Regions from separate parts of the Zea mays genome. Here all the other regions are linked to region 2. Evidence: chromatin contacts called from public Hi-C data. All regions are on one chromosome and are shown on one strand. The core of a region is the stretch at or near the end of the contact, and the rest is flanking DNA. Distances in the headings are between cores, read along the strand shown.

What was found. Hi-C and Micro-C count contacts between places; a contact is called where the count stands out from the background.
Region 1: a contact with region 2 is called in a Hi-C map of leaf, with 4 times the contacts expected there. The contact joins the promoter of LOC100501921 here to the promoter of LOC100281274 in region 2. A contact is called at or near these places in 7 of 25 Hi-C or Micro-C datasets (bundle sheath, ear, endosperm and 2 more).
Region 3: a Hi-C map of ear shows a contact between it and region 2, with 1.8 times the contacts expected there. The contact joins the promoter of LOC100191308 here to the promoter of LOC100281274 in region 2. A contact is called at or near these places in 3 of 25 Hi-C or Micro-C datasets (ear, leaf and root tip).

The regions. Positions count from the first base shown.
Region 1 is chr9:26,444,930-26,449,779 of Zm-B73-REFERENCE-NAM-5.0, reverse strand. LOC100501921 reads left to right here and starts at 3,046. Exons shown (of 1, transcript NM_001196559.2): 1 at 3,046-4,647. The coding sequence starts at 3,164. The coding sequence ends at 4,312. LOC109942225 (V-type proton ATPase subunit e1) reads left to right here. Exons shown (of 3, transcript XM_020544032.3): 2 at 878-925; 3 at 1,994-2,330. The coding sequence ends at 2,057.
Region 2 is chr9:26,636,705-26,640,956 of Zm-B73-REFERENCE-NAM-5.0, reverse strand. It overlaps LOC100281274 (39S ribosomal protein L47), which reads left to right and starts at 2,191. Exons shown (of 4, transcript NM_001374587.1): 1 at 2,191-2,259; 2 at 2,343-2,511. The coding sequence starts at 2,361. It overlaps LOC100381920, which reads left to right. Exons shown (of 17, transcript NM_001361555.1): 16 at 322-512; 17 at 837-1,458. The coding sequence ends at 1,251.
Region 3 is chr9:26,416,894-26,421,291 of Zm-B73-REFERENCE-NAM-5.0, reverse strand. LOC100191308 reads right to left here and starts at 2,929. Exons shown (of 2, transcript NM_001136742.1): 1 at 2,580-2,929; 2 at 171-1,712. The coding sequence starts at 1,644. The coding sequence ends at 340. It overlaps LOC100272392 (binding), which reads right to left. Exons shown (of 5, transcript NM_001146872.1): 5 at 3,765-4,259. The coding sequence ends at 4,043.

The DNA of each region.
Region 1 (4,850 bases), core at 1,797-4,296, 190 kb after region 2:
ATGCCTGCTCTTCTCTGAAATTTGGTATGGAACTATGGAAGAGCCTTGGTTAATTTCGCATGGGTGAACTTCGAATATGGAACACAATTTAGACACTTGTGCATGTGACTACATGTGAACAGAGGTAGTTCATGCATTTTGAGATCTAGTGGCCTAGTGGGGGACTGGGGGCATGGGGCCTAAAAGTGGCACATTATGCAGGTGAAGCATGGATCTTAGAATAGCATCAGTTGCTAGGGTAATAGGTGTGTGCTCACATATAGCTTTTTTTATAATTTTCCACAAGTTACATGCTGCCTTTTCACCCCTTAAGGGCTTGTTCGGTTCTACCCCAATCCATATGGATTGAGGGGGTTTCAATCCCCAGTAAGTCAAAATCCCCTCCAATCCATATGGATTGGAAATAACCGAACAAGCCCTAAAATTGGTAACAGAAAATTCTCCTCACTGCATAGATTTAGGATGTAAAGGGGAAGAACTGTAGCCTCTTAAATTTATGTGGTTGCTTTAAATCACTGTGACAGTTGCACTCATGTGCTTTCATGGATATTATTATTATTATTATTATTATTATTATATATATATATATATATATATCCCATTTCAGCTTCTTAGTTATGAACTTATCATTGCAATTATTCTCCATTTGCTATTATTATATTTTATCTCTGAGATATTTTACTTATATTCAGCAATCATCCTCCAACTTTTCTGTTACCATCTGGCCATTATTATCTTTGTCTTGCAACAATTTTGGGATGTTTCTTTGTTTCAGAAATGACAAGTTATGAGTGTCTTTATCTGTCGCTGTTGACTAATTTATAAATGCCTGGAATTATATCATATTGGTTTGACTTTTGTGGCTTATGTTGTGCAGATTCCATTTGACCTTGGTGACTACAGCTGTAATTTGTTGTTGGATGATGTAAGTTCCTATCCATGTTTTCTTTTATCTTCATAAAGTGATCTCTGGCTGTTATTCTATTAATAAGGTTACTAACAGCTCAAATATAATTGACAATTAGGTGCATAAATATTTGTGTCGCTTGTATTATATAAAGTCATGAGTAGCAAAAGTATTGAGCTCGTAACGTGACACCTTGTAGTTAATATTCCCTCTGTTTCAAATTTTAAGATGTTTTGGCTTTTGTAGATACATTATTTTAACTATGCATCTAGATAGAATGTATATCTAAGTGCATAGCAAAAAACATGAATCTACAAAAGGCAAAATGTCTTATAATTTGGAATGAGGTGAGTATCTTATTTTAAAATGACTACTATGATAGGATGCCATATGAACTAAACATTTTTTTAAAGCTAACATTACAACAATCATCAAAACTGGGTGAATATAATGGGATAGTCTCTAGTGTCCCGTTAATGTACAGTTAATATTTTTTTTTAAAAGGTAATAATAATTTCATGATGCTGTTCAGCTATTGATCTTGACAAACAATCTTTCAACTAGTTCTTGTACTATACATGCGCTCACTTTAAATTCTATCGATCTCATGCAAATAAGATGATACTGGAAAGTTTGTTATGCATTCATTTCTACTAGTCCTTGTACTACACATGTGCCCACTTTATATTCTATTGATCAGGCAAATAACATGACACTGGGAAGTTTGTTATGAATTCATTTTTTCACAACTTAACTGATTCTTAACTGACTAGATGAAGGATGTGGAGACATAGTTCACACTTCCGCACTATGCCTTTTTATCTAGGTGTTTTTGTTCCTGCTTTCCCGGGGTGGTGGGGGGTGGGAGTGGGGGGTGTATGTAGTAGTAGCGATCTACTAGTTGGAAACATGGAAGTGGCATAAAAATGATATGTAGAAGTTTGAAATATCCAAAAGACGAAACCTGCTTTCTGCTACTTGTACCTTCATTCCTGTATCATTCAATTTTTTTTTTTGGCTCACTCAACACTCGATATTGAGGCTCCTCCATTCGTTCGCTAACCATGTACTAATTTTTCTCCGTAGGTATGCTATCGTTTACCTTGCTCAGATGAAGCCATTGATCAACCCCATCCTGAGCGGGGAGTGATCTCTCCTCTGCATTAAAAAGAATGAAAGCTAGGTCTGCTGTACCATTATTCAGTCTGTGAACTTCCTATTCATTTGGCCCCACCTGATGAAATAAATAAACTGCCATGAGTTTTTTTTTTTTTGCTACTCCTTCACTGCAGACATTGAGAAGGCTCGCTGTGATTAGTGTATGCAATTGTATGATATACGCAATAATAATAATAGTATCTAAATATATGTGTGCCGCTCATTGGAATGTCTGGGTGCGTGTACCCAACTTTGTTCGTCACGACTCAGGTGTTTGTCTGCTTGAAATGGAATTATGAACGTAAAACAATGTAGCACAATTTTCTGCTTTCAGTGGGTGTTTTGACTTTTGAGCTTACATTTTTTGGTGGTTCTAGTACTGGTACACTGCCAAATGTCTGCTATTTTCTTGCTTGAAAGTACACCTGCAAAATATGTATTGTTTGGTTGGCGCTTATAAGCATTTAACGATGATATGATGCCCATTTTCACATTTTCTTTTGCCAAACTTTGTTTATTATTTTTAAAAAATGTACGTTCTTACTCCTTGTATTCACAACTTGTACTTAGACTATCCGTAATCATAAAACTCTATATCCATACTCAAAAAAAAATCTATCCTAGTCATCAAAATTCTCATTTATATAGCACCTCTCCTGCACACATATATTACTCTATTTCCTATTCTATATCAATCATAATATATTTTTTTAACAGTAAGTGTCATACGATCAATACATCAATACCGATCACATCTGCACATGCGTCCTGAATTTTTTTAATCTATTTTGGTGTTTATTTATTCTTGTTTAGAATTGTTAATTTTTTACGAGAAATGTTGATATTTTAACACAAAAAAGTGCCATGAGATTAGTTATATCAATCATCAGATCTGCATATGCGAGCCCAACTCTGAAGCCCACAGGGTTTTGGCCCAAATTCCATCCAAGCACTTGGTCCATCTCCGACTCCACTCTCCTGCTCCTCTCCTGTGCTGCGCAGCCTTGCCCTGCTTTCTCCGCCGACCCACCGGCCACCTCCCATCACCACTCAGTCAGATCCAGTGCTCCACCTACCTACCAGCTCCAGCCGCCGGCGATGGCCGTGTCCTTACCCGTCCCGATCCCGCCGGCGCTCCTCCACGCGGCCGCGGCGCTCGCGCTCGCCGCCGCCGCCCACTTCCTCCACCTCCCTTCCCTCTTCCTCTACGCCCTCCACACCTACATCCACCCGGACGCCGTCCCCTCCAACACCCCGCGCGCAGTCCTCCGCCCGCCGGGCTCCAACGCCGGTCCCGCCCCGGGTTCCTCCAAGCGCGGCGCCGCCAAGGACAAGGACCCGTTCGACGCCACTTCCGCGCAGCTCTACCGCCTCCGGCTCTCCCACGCCACGCTCGCCTCCCGCCCCCATTTCGCCGCCTACCACCTCGCGCTCCTCCTCCCGCTCGCGCTCCTTCTGCCCGCGCTCCTGCTCCCGGCCGCCCCCGGGGCCTCCCCGCTCGCGCCGCTCGTCCCCGCGGCCTACCTCTTCGTTGCACTCCTCCGCCACGTCGTCGTCCCGTCGCCGCGCCCCGCGCTGCTCGCCGCCGCGCTCGGCGCGCTCCTCGTTACCACTCTGCTCTCATCCAGCCCCTTCGCCGGCGCGCTCGCGTCGCTCGCCGCGCTCCCAGCCGCGCGGTTCGCGCGCGCATTCTGGCTTGGCACTGACCAGCCCCGCACCGGGCTCGCCGTGCTATCGTCCTCTGCGCCGGCGCGCCTCATCTTCCACCTTACCGTCCTCGTCTCCTCCACGGCCACGATCCTACGATGCTGCGGATTCATGGATGGCGCGGAACAGGAGGCGAAGCTGCTCGCCGCCGCGGCTGGGCTGCAGCTGCTGGCGGCGCGGCCTGCCGTGCAAATGTACCTCAATGAGGCTGTGTTCTGCTGGTACCAGCGTCTGCACGCGAGCCGTGCGCCGGACACTGAGTACGGCCGGGCCAAGGTTTTCTTGCACAACCACCACCTCTGCGCCGTGGCCACGCAGCTCGTTGCGCCGCCACTGCTCGTGCTGTCGCTGCTTGCATTGTGGCGGGTTCAAGGGAAGGACTTCTTTGAGGGCTTAGAGGGGATGTACTGGCTTGTTGGATGGTCTGTTGCCATGAAGGAGGCCGCATTGCTTGCGGCCCGGTGGATCGTGGCTGTGTGGTCGGCGGCGACGGTGATCACACTCATGTGCTACAAACGTGGATGGTTATTCGTCTCGTGATCCTTTCTTCTCTTGCTTCCTGCCTGCGTGATTGGTTCATATGGAGACCGGAGTTGTGTACCTGTGTTTGATAGAGTGAGATCCCAACCTGGATCTCTGGAGTTCTGGTACCACGGCACAAGTTTTTGTGTGCACTGTTTATTTTGCAAGAGAAATGTTGGATCAAATTCTTTTGATTTCCTTGTGTCTGTTCTTACTGGAGAAGCAATTTGAGGTCAGATTTTTTGTCCGCCCTTTGGGGTGGAGTAATGTAACAGAAAACTGACTGGCCAGTCACCCTGTTGTACCCTTTGATTGATGGATATCAATGAATCATATTCTTCCTTTTATGATCAGAATGCATATGTTGAAGACTATATCGTGTTACATATTTACCTACGTGATTTTGACTTCTCTGTGTAATTCGTCACTTTGATTTCAAGAAAGAAAAAAAATCTTTTGCTCTGTGTGCTTCAATTTGGCTTGTTGCGACTGCATCTTACTATGTATCTTGAATGAAACTGTCAATCATATTGAATCCTTTTAGCCAATGCCACAA
Region 2 (4,252 bases), core at 942-3,441:
ACTCTGCAACGGACCAACCGGAGGGTGGCGCACAGGACATCGTAACCCGAGAGCGGATGGGGCACAACGAGGGGATTTTTTTAACCAAACCTGAAAATCGCTTCCGATTCCTATCGAATCCAGGACTTGGAGGTGCTACTCGGAAGTCCTTAACCGCTAGGCTAGAGGCCCTTTCGCAGAATTTGAGCTGTAATTTAACTACTTTCTAGATCTAAACCGTCTTTGCCCTACTTGTGCTATTTAATTTTCTGTAATATCGTAAGCTAATCAGTACTAATTTTTGTGGTACTTGATTTCTAATCCCATTGATCTTATGTACAGGATTTTGAAATTGATGAAGAATCAAAAGAATACCTCGCACTTCATCCTCAGGCAGCCACAAAGGAGCCTCGCCTGATTGAAGAACATTTTGATAGTGTTAGCGAGGACGATCAACAATCTGATGGTAACATATCTGACACTCTAGCGGAATCTGACAGTGATGATGTCATGCATAATTCAAAGCGTATAAGGTGAGATCTTGCTTCATTTTGGTTACAACGTGAACTACGCATTTCCCATTTTGGACTTTTGCCATTTTGCCTGTGGTACTAGAAGGTGTGATCTTTATTAAAAAAAGCATTTCTTGTATATTCAGTGCATATCTCCAATTCATAAGGAAAGTGAACGTACATGAACACATTAACTTCCAGAAACAAAAACTGCAGTTCTCATGTACAGAGTTCTTGGTCCAGTCTCGTGCTTACCTGTTGCATTTCAAAATTTGAAGTAGCTAAACTATTCTGTCTTATTTGACCGGTACACAGAAGATGTGCTTACTGCTTTTTATATTTCAGGTTATACGAGGTCAAGGATGAACACCATGCGGAAGCATTTTTGAACAGCGTCTCTTTATCAAACGAGGATGCTGTTCCCCTTGAGGATAGGATAGCTGCCCTGGAAAGGAAACAGAACTCCAAAGCACTTGATGCGGTCAAGTACGGGCCTGGTGGCTCACGAGAGATTTCGTTTTTCTCTAAAAGCCGTAGAAGGCACAAGGAAGAGTCGTCTAGCGACGATGAACCCAAGGGTGTCAAAAAGAGAGCTGTGCAGCCGCTGGGCTTGAAGCAGGGAAAAGCCGAGTTCTATATGTTTGGCGGAAATCGTGGCAGAGGTAGAGGCGGTGGTGGCAGAGGTGGAGGCGGTCGAGGAAGAGGTGGAGGTGGTCGAGGAAGAGGTGGAGGACGAGGCAGGGGCAGGGGCAGAGGATGAATGGGGCCCGTCACATTGACCCCGTTCCTGCCTTTGCAGGGGTTTTGGTAAGCTTGAAATGGATTGATCCTGCACATGCAGTGGGTAGAAAGTGTGTTCCTTCACAACATAGGCAAGAGCTAGAGTAACTGAGGATTGCTGCTTCAGAATTTTTGGGAAGAGAACTTTGTTAGAAGACAATATTACATATCTTATGGTCTACCTTGTAACGGATCGTTGCATTCTGGTGGGTGTCTATGGGTACGGTATAGCATTTTTTTTGTAATAGGCAACATAACTGCTGGCATTTTCATTTTTGAGTACTGAAGGCTCTCCAAATCCATGATTAGTAGACATGCGTTCATAGAAACAGAACCAATATTAATATCTAAAAATAGGTTTACTATAAAAAGTTACTTTAAGTTTAACTTAATGATGAAAAACAGTATCGACATTTCTGTTTAAAAACAGATTTGCTATAATAATGTGTTTTATGATCAATCTGATAATACCTTTTGGTGTCATAAATATACTTGTATACCTTTTGTATGAATTTGATTGAATCTAAAACTGTTTGAAAAAACCGTCGAATCAGAATTTGAAAACTGAGTCATATTCCTTCCATTTTTTAGACGCGCTAACATTGTCGGTCGAATCTGAATTTAAAAACAAGTCATATTCCTTCCTTTTTTAGACGCGTTAGCGTTAATATTGTCGCTATTGTTATCAACATTTTTCACTTATTAAAACAATGACGGATATACAAATTCAACTACGGTTTTGTAAATTGTAATCGGTCCACTTCGTTCAAAAAAATTGTAATCGGTACTGCCGTACTGGATATGCTTTCATCCCTCACTTCAGTTCAGCAAAAGGAGAAATGCGTGGGTCCACATTGTCAGTGCCTGATTTAGTAGAGCGCACTCCTATATTTGCAAGCGAAAACCCCTCTCGTATGTCGCATCGCGTCTAAACCCTTGTCTCCTTCTTATCCCCACCTCCCTCGCGGATCACTCGCCGCCGCCGCCGGTATCTCATTCGCCCCTCTCCTCCCTTCCTCGAGTGGGACTCTTCCCGTGCCCGGAATCCTTACCCGATCCGTCGTTCTGCAGGCCGCAGCCATCGCCGTGATGCTGTCCCTGTCGAGGGCGATCGGGAGGCGGCTCTTCTCGTCCGCCGAGGCCGCGTCGACGGCTGCGGTGAGGACGGCGCAGAACCCGCTCGAGGAGTTCTTCGAGGTCGAGCGGAGCACCGAGGAGGGCAAGCCTCCTCCCCACTACGGTATGCATCCCCCACCTTTCTCCCTCGCGCGGCGGATCGGTTCGTGGTGTTCGTTGACTAGCAGCGTGGGTGTGACTAGCGCAGATGGTCGACGAAGCCAGCCCATTGAGGCTATGTTCGGTCAATTTCTCATCCGAGGGGATTGGAAAGGATCTAAGGAGGTTGAGGGGGATTTTTACTTGTATGATGTTGATTTAAGTGCGCTGTTGCCCCCTGATGTGTAGGCCTGGGCAATTGGTTTTTTCGGTGTTGTAGAAGTTCGGTTTACAGACAGAGCAGACCGGTCTACGTGTCTCAGAAAAGAAAACCGAGCTATTCGGTTTTTCGGTTCGGTGTTCGGTTTAAACTGAACATCCGAAATCCATCTCAGTCAAAGCTTTGTTCGGCTGCTCCTGTGCTATGACCGTATTCAAAATTGAATAAACAGCAGCAAGTAGCCACTAACCAGCAGCACACATGCAGATAACCAGCAGCACAGCACTCAACAATGAACATAAGTCCACAATAACTAGTAGCAAGTCACAAATTCAATAACAAACATTACAACAAATTTAAATGGTCCAGAGTCCAGACTTCAACTCTTCAAGTCATACATTACATAACTTCCAATTATTGATAGTTTGAGATCACAGATCACATATTTGAGCTTAAACTTTGATAGCCTCATATTTTCCATTCACCATTCATCAAATTTTCATGCTCAAGAATTGGTAGGGGTGGTTGTTGTCTCCTTAGAAACAGTGAGGCCACAAACTCTGCAGTAATAGTAAGTGTTAAATGTGACCTACGGTTGGATCACGATCTAATAGATCAGATGGTTTGCTTGCACGCTTGCACAGAAGCACTGCTTGCATAGCAGTTGTTGCCTTAGAAAGTTTATACCTTGGATCAATTGCCACACAGAAAAACATAACCAAGTTGAGTATCTGATCCCCTCTTTCTGATCACCAAGTTGAACAAAACGTGGGCATGCTTTAGCTAGAAACTTTCTACGACCAGGACGTTCAGACAAGACAAAAGGTTGTTCATCCTCAATTATCATTTCAGCAAAACTATTCTTTAAGTCATCCAGATCAAATTTCCATGTCGAAACAGTATCAACACTACTATTGCCAGGACAAGGTTGTAGCCGTAAAGTACCTTGATTATCAATTACTAGTTTGTTTGGATTCTTCTTGCAAACCTTTATATGACCTTTCAAAGAAGATGTACCATTTGTCCTTGTCACAGCGAAAGAGCTTGCCACAATACCTAGTTACCTACACTTGGCTCTGTCTTCCCCTCCTTCAGTTCTAACTTTGCTGAAATGTTCCCATACATCTGACCTTGGAGCAATAGCTTTCCTTTTCTTGCCATCCTCCTCTGTTGGTGCATCATTGGGCTGCTCTTCCTTGCCTTTGTCGGCATCTGTCGCTATCGGTTCTTTTGCGTTCACTTCATTAACAGCAACATCATCAATGTCCCCCATCTACAAGATAAAGTTTGAAAATAAAAAATCAGAAATCTATTAATAGCTCAAAGACCACAGTTGACATTTGACAACACTACACAGATAAAAAACTGAAGCATTCAGTATCCAGTATCTTCACTAGGACATAAATCTATTAATAGCTCAAAGACCACATTACAAGACTACAAGAGAATGGAGATGAGTAGAGTAGAGTAGAGTAGAGTAGAGGTGAAATACATTGGAGGACTGCTCAGTTATAGGCGCCGTTGTACTGCTCGGAGAACTTGGCGC
Region 3 (4,398 bases), core at 1,680-4,179, 220 kb after region 2:
TTCTTGCAAGACGTTGGCTTCATCCAAAGAATACCATCTTAAAAGGGCCCTAGTTATGTTCCATTTGAGTAAAACTCCGCCAAGGATCCTCTCAAAAGGAAATCAACTGTGGGTTAACTTCTTAATGCACACCTGTTTTCTAGATGAAACAAGATTAGGCTACTTTCCTTACTGAACCGAACATAAGCTGGCACTGCAATGAAACTGAAGTATATAAAACATGAGCAGTTGCTTTACAGCATACAACGATGGGGATACAGTTGGCTGCATATACTTGGTACCAACCGGCCAGTTTAGCTGATCAGGGGCTACAACAAAAAGGCCAAACTAACAGTAGCCTTAGGAGCTAACTGTGGGATTGCTAGAGCTAGACCCATTCAGTCCTCCCACAAGCCTTCTCTTTGCTGTTTTGCTGCGATAGCACCACACCTCGAATGCCTCGGTGAGATCAGGATACCTGAACTGCTCTGCGTTCTTCATCCACTCCGACAGGATATCGGCCTGGTCATCAGACGGCAGCGCTAGCACCATCGAGACTATTGCGCTCTCCACATTCTGCCACATGTCTGAATCCATCTGCAGAGACATTTCGCCCTTGCTATTTCCATCCAGCGAACGTTTTGTCGTTTGGATATAAGGAAGCCATGTCTTCAGGAGATGGAATCTAGATGGTGCCGGGAGAACCACTGTGCCGTAGCCAACAGCGTCCAGGGCCTTTCCAGTCACTTCGATAAGCTTTGCCTTGACAGCCCACAAGCCTGAGCTATACTTGCTGTCCTGAACCACTGAAAGAATATGGCCCGACATTTCTGACCAGCCAGAAACAAAGGCGTGCGTCATCTCAATCTTGGTTGACAGATTAGCTACCCAGTCGATGTCAGCTAAGCTACACAGAATCCCTTTCTCTGCTTGATCAGGTGATTGATCAAACTCGGTTGCCAACAGATCAAGCCCGGTCCTAAGTCCAGATAACAGTTTTGTTATACCTTCCTGCACCACAGATCTGACATCTTCATCCATCATAACCAGAGCAGTTTCATCGTCTTCATGGATCATAAAGTCAGTTTGCTCCTGAGCAGAAGTCTTGAGGTCATCCAGAAAAGGAGGGAACAGCGTTTCCATGCACGTAGCAAATCGTATGGCAGAGATGAAGACATTCTTAACAGCGTCTGCACTTGGGGCATGCAGACGAGCTAATAGAGACACTGCATCTGAGCCAAGGCTCCGAGCTACTTCTAATATCTCCTCCTCCTCATTATCATCCCATGGGACAGCTTCAATGTATGCAATACATCCTTTGGTAACCAACTCGCATCCGAGTGAATTTGATGCTCGAAGAACACCCAGAGCTGATTTAACAGAATCAAATGAATCTACAATTGATTCCCCGGGAAGATACATCAACTTCAACATCTTGACATAATGGTCATACTGAGCTCTTGGGCATTCAATTTCAACGCAACTATTAGAGCGGATATCATTTTGACCAAGCCGATCTGAAAAATACTTGCTGTTTTGGGAAAGAACAGATGAGTGGCAGGAAAACCATTCCGGCTGCTCATCAATCAGTTTAAAGCAAACACGGACATCACTTGTAGTATGGTCATCAAAGTTGTACCCCTCAACTAGTTTGACTGGCTCCATATTTCAGTTGAGATCACAGATATCTTTTCTCCATGTTTGTTCGCAACAGAAGTCCACACTCCATGAAACTGCACAAAAAGGAAATAATTACTGAGTGAGAAAAAGGAAAGTTCTGATTATAAAGCCTGTAGCAGCACCAGCACAAACAACATATTTGAATTTTTATGAACATTGTGTCACTATGTGACGCAATAGTCATTATGTGACGCGATAGCAAAACTTATATATGAGTTAAGTGTCAACATTAAGTGAAATGTGACAACTGCTTTTACAGCAATGTTGGCTACAATAATCCATTTTGGGTATGGACAATAGTACACCATGGAAACTTCTAGTCTTATAAACTTCAAACCATATGATTTTAGGTTCACAAGTATATTTAATGCATATCACGATATGGAGTTTTTTGTTGTGCTTCTATTCGAAAGGTAGAAGGAAATGCCTAATGCAATGGTGAGAAGCCTTTCCACTGAGCCAAATATCTGGGTTCGATGCAGCCTCTTTATGAAATGCAGGGGTAAGCTTGCCTCAGTTATTCCTTCTCTAGACCCTACTCATGTAGGAGCTTAGGTCTGTCATTTCCTTTCCTTTTCATTCAGTTGAAAAGATAGGTCATTTCCTTGTATTTCTACAAAACCTCAGTATATGCCTAATTTCCACTTCTCTGCTAATGGATTTCATTAAAAGAAGTTAGCTTTTAAACACTTAAGTCGAGACTTGAACTTGCTGCATACTAGTCAGTAGCAAAATATCTGGTCTGTCTTTGCTATTTTAGCACTAAAACGCATGCTACAATCTGAGACAGGTATTCTGCTGTTTCATCACCTCCCACACGCCATCTACCTCTACTGTCTAGGGTTCCCACGGCTCGAATTTGCCTGTCCTTCTCCCAGGTTGAACAGCACACCCCACCACCTCCACGAGCACTGATATACCTGTAAGGCTGTAAGGTTCCGTGAGGTGCCACGGTGCTCGAGGCAGCCACCGACCCCGGCAGTTGCGATGACGTAGAAGGCGGCTGAAGGAGACCTCCACCTTCGAGTAAGAGCGGAGATGCGGCGGTCGGGTCGGAGCTGTGGAGATCGAATCGGAAGCGAACTTCGGTAGCCCTGGCGCTATGCACGTCAGGTCGGAAAAGGAGTTGCGGTGGCAGCTATTTCGCCGTATTATTGGTTTAGGTCGGACGGTGGGGGCCGTCGGGCTTGGGGCGGCGGAGAGATCGGAGCCCAGCGAACGGGCGAAGGGAGGGATGGGCGGATGGCCGGCGCTCTGGGCGTCGTTTTTTCCCTGTTGGCGTTCGACACTGGGTGGAAGAAGAGAACGGGGAAGGGATAAATATCAGACTGATAGGCAGGGCCTAGTTGTCAGCCGCACATCCTACATTAGTGTTCGTTTGAGAAATACTCTCTCGACTGTAACCGTTTCTTCTCAAATTGATTTTCTACATCAGTTTTAATGTTTTAAGATCTCGTAGTAAAGCAATACTTTATATTTTAATTGTAATAAATACACGTAGAGGCATCTAGTGCACTCATCTATGTTACGACATACCTTTTGCCACTTTTGATTAACTCATCATTAATTTCATACAAATCAGAATGAATTAGTTCTAACGGTACAGCCATATCAGCTTTGTGAGATTTGTAAGGTTGTTTCAATTACACACGTAGCATTTGGAACTTTTAACCAAATCAAACGTTGAAATTACATTCATACCAGCTAAGTGTATCATACAAACTAAAAATTATGCTTCCTCTCATTTCAATTTATAATTCATTTGACTTTTTCAGATCAAGTTTGATTGACTTGTCTTATTCAAAATTTCAGAAAAAACTTAAAAATTGAAAGCCAAAATTAAAGTATATTACATGCTAAACAATATCATAGTAAAAATTTATAATAATAGTGTTTTTTTTAATAAGATGAGTCGATCAAAATTAAGGTAAAAAAGTCAAGAGAATTATAAAAATAAAATGGAACAGAGTGAGTATATGATAAGCTCTACCACTACCATTTCAAAAGGTGCTAAGAACTAATGCAATGCGTGCCAATGCACTGAACAAGAACCGACTGTATTCAGTTTAATCAGTTAAGGGATCAATAACATTCACTAGCACTTTGGACTAACCACTTTTATTTGAATCACAGGTACAACAGCTCAAATCTACCACAACAAAATGGATATTTTAATGTTTTCCTAGTGTCTCCCTAATGCATTGTTCTCAAATGGAACTAATACGATCCTTTTAACAAAGCTTACTAAAAAGAGTAGCATAAGAATGGCTTTACACAGAAGAGAATGACAACAAAGCTTGCATGAACAAAATGGAGCATGCAGCTCAGATTAGAGACATCAAATTGTCATCACCCGTAAGTTACACAGATGAATGCACCAGTCCTAGTAGGGTTCCAAGGATTCGACAACTCTCATTGCTTGTATTTGCAAGGTCGTCTGCCTTTGCTCTGCATCCAAGGTGGAGCCGAACCGGCTTGCTGCCCATATAAGTGATGCGCACTGCTCACCAAACAGATTTTTCATTTGTTCATGTATGGGAGAGTTTTCCTTCACAAAAACATGTCCAATGAGCAACAATAGGAATTCCCCACATTTCAATCTGCATTGAAACATCAAATGAAAAAAAACTCTAGGTCATTTCAAAATAGAAACCAACAGGTGCCAAGGAGAAGCCATTACAATGTCAAACAGAGCCTCAGCTTTTCATACACAAATATATCTTTGCAGCAAGCAAAAAT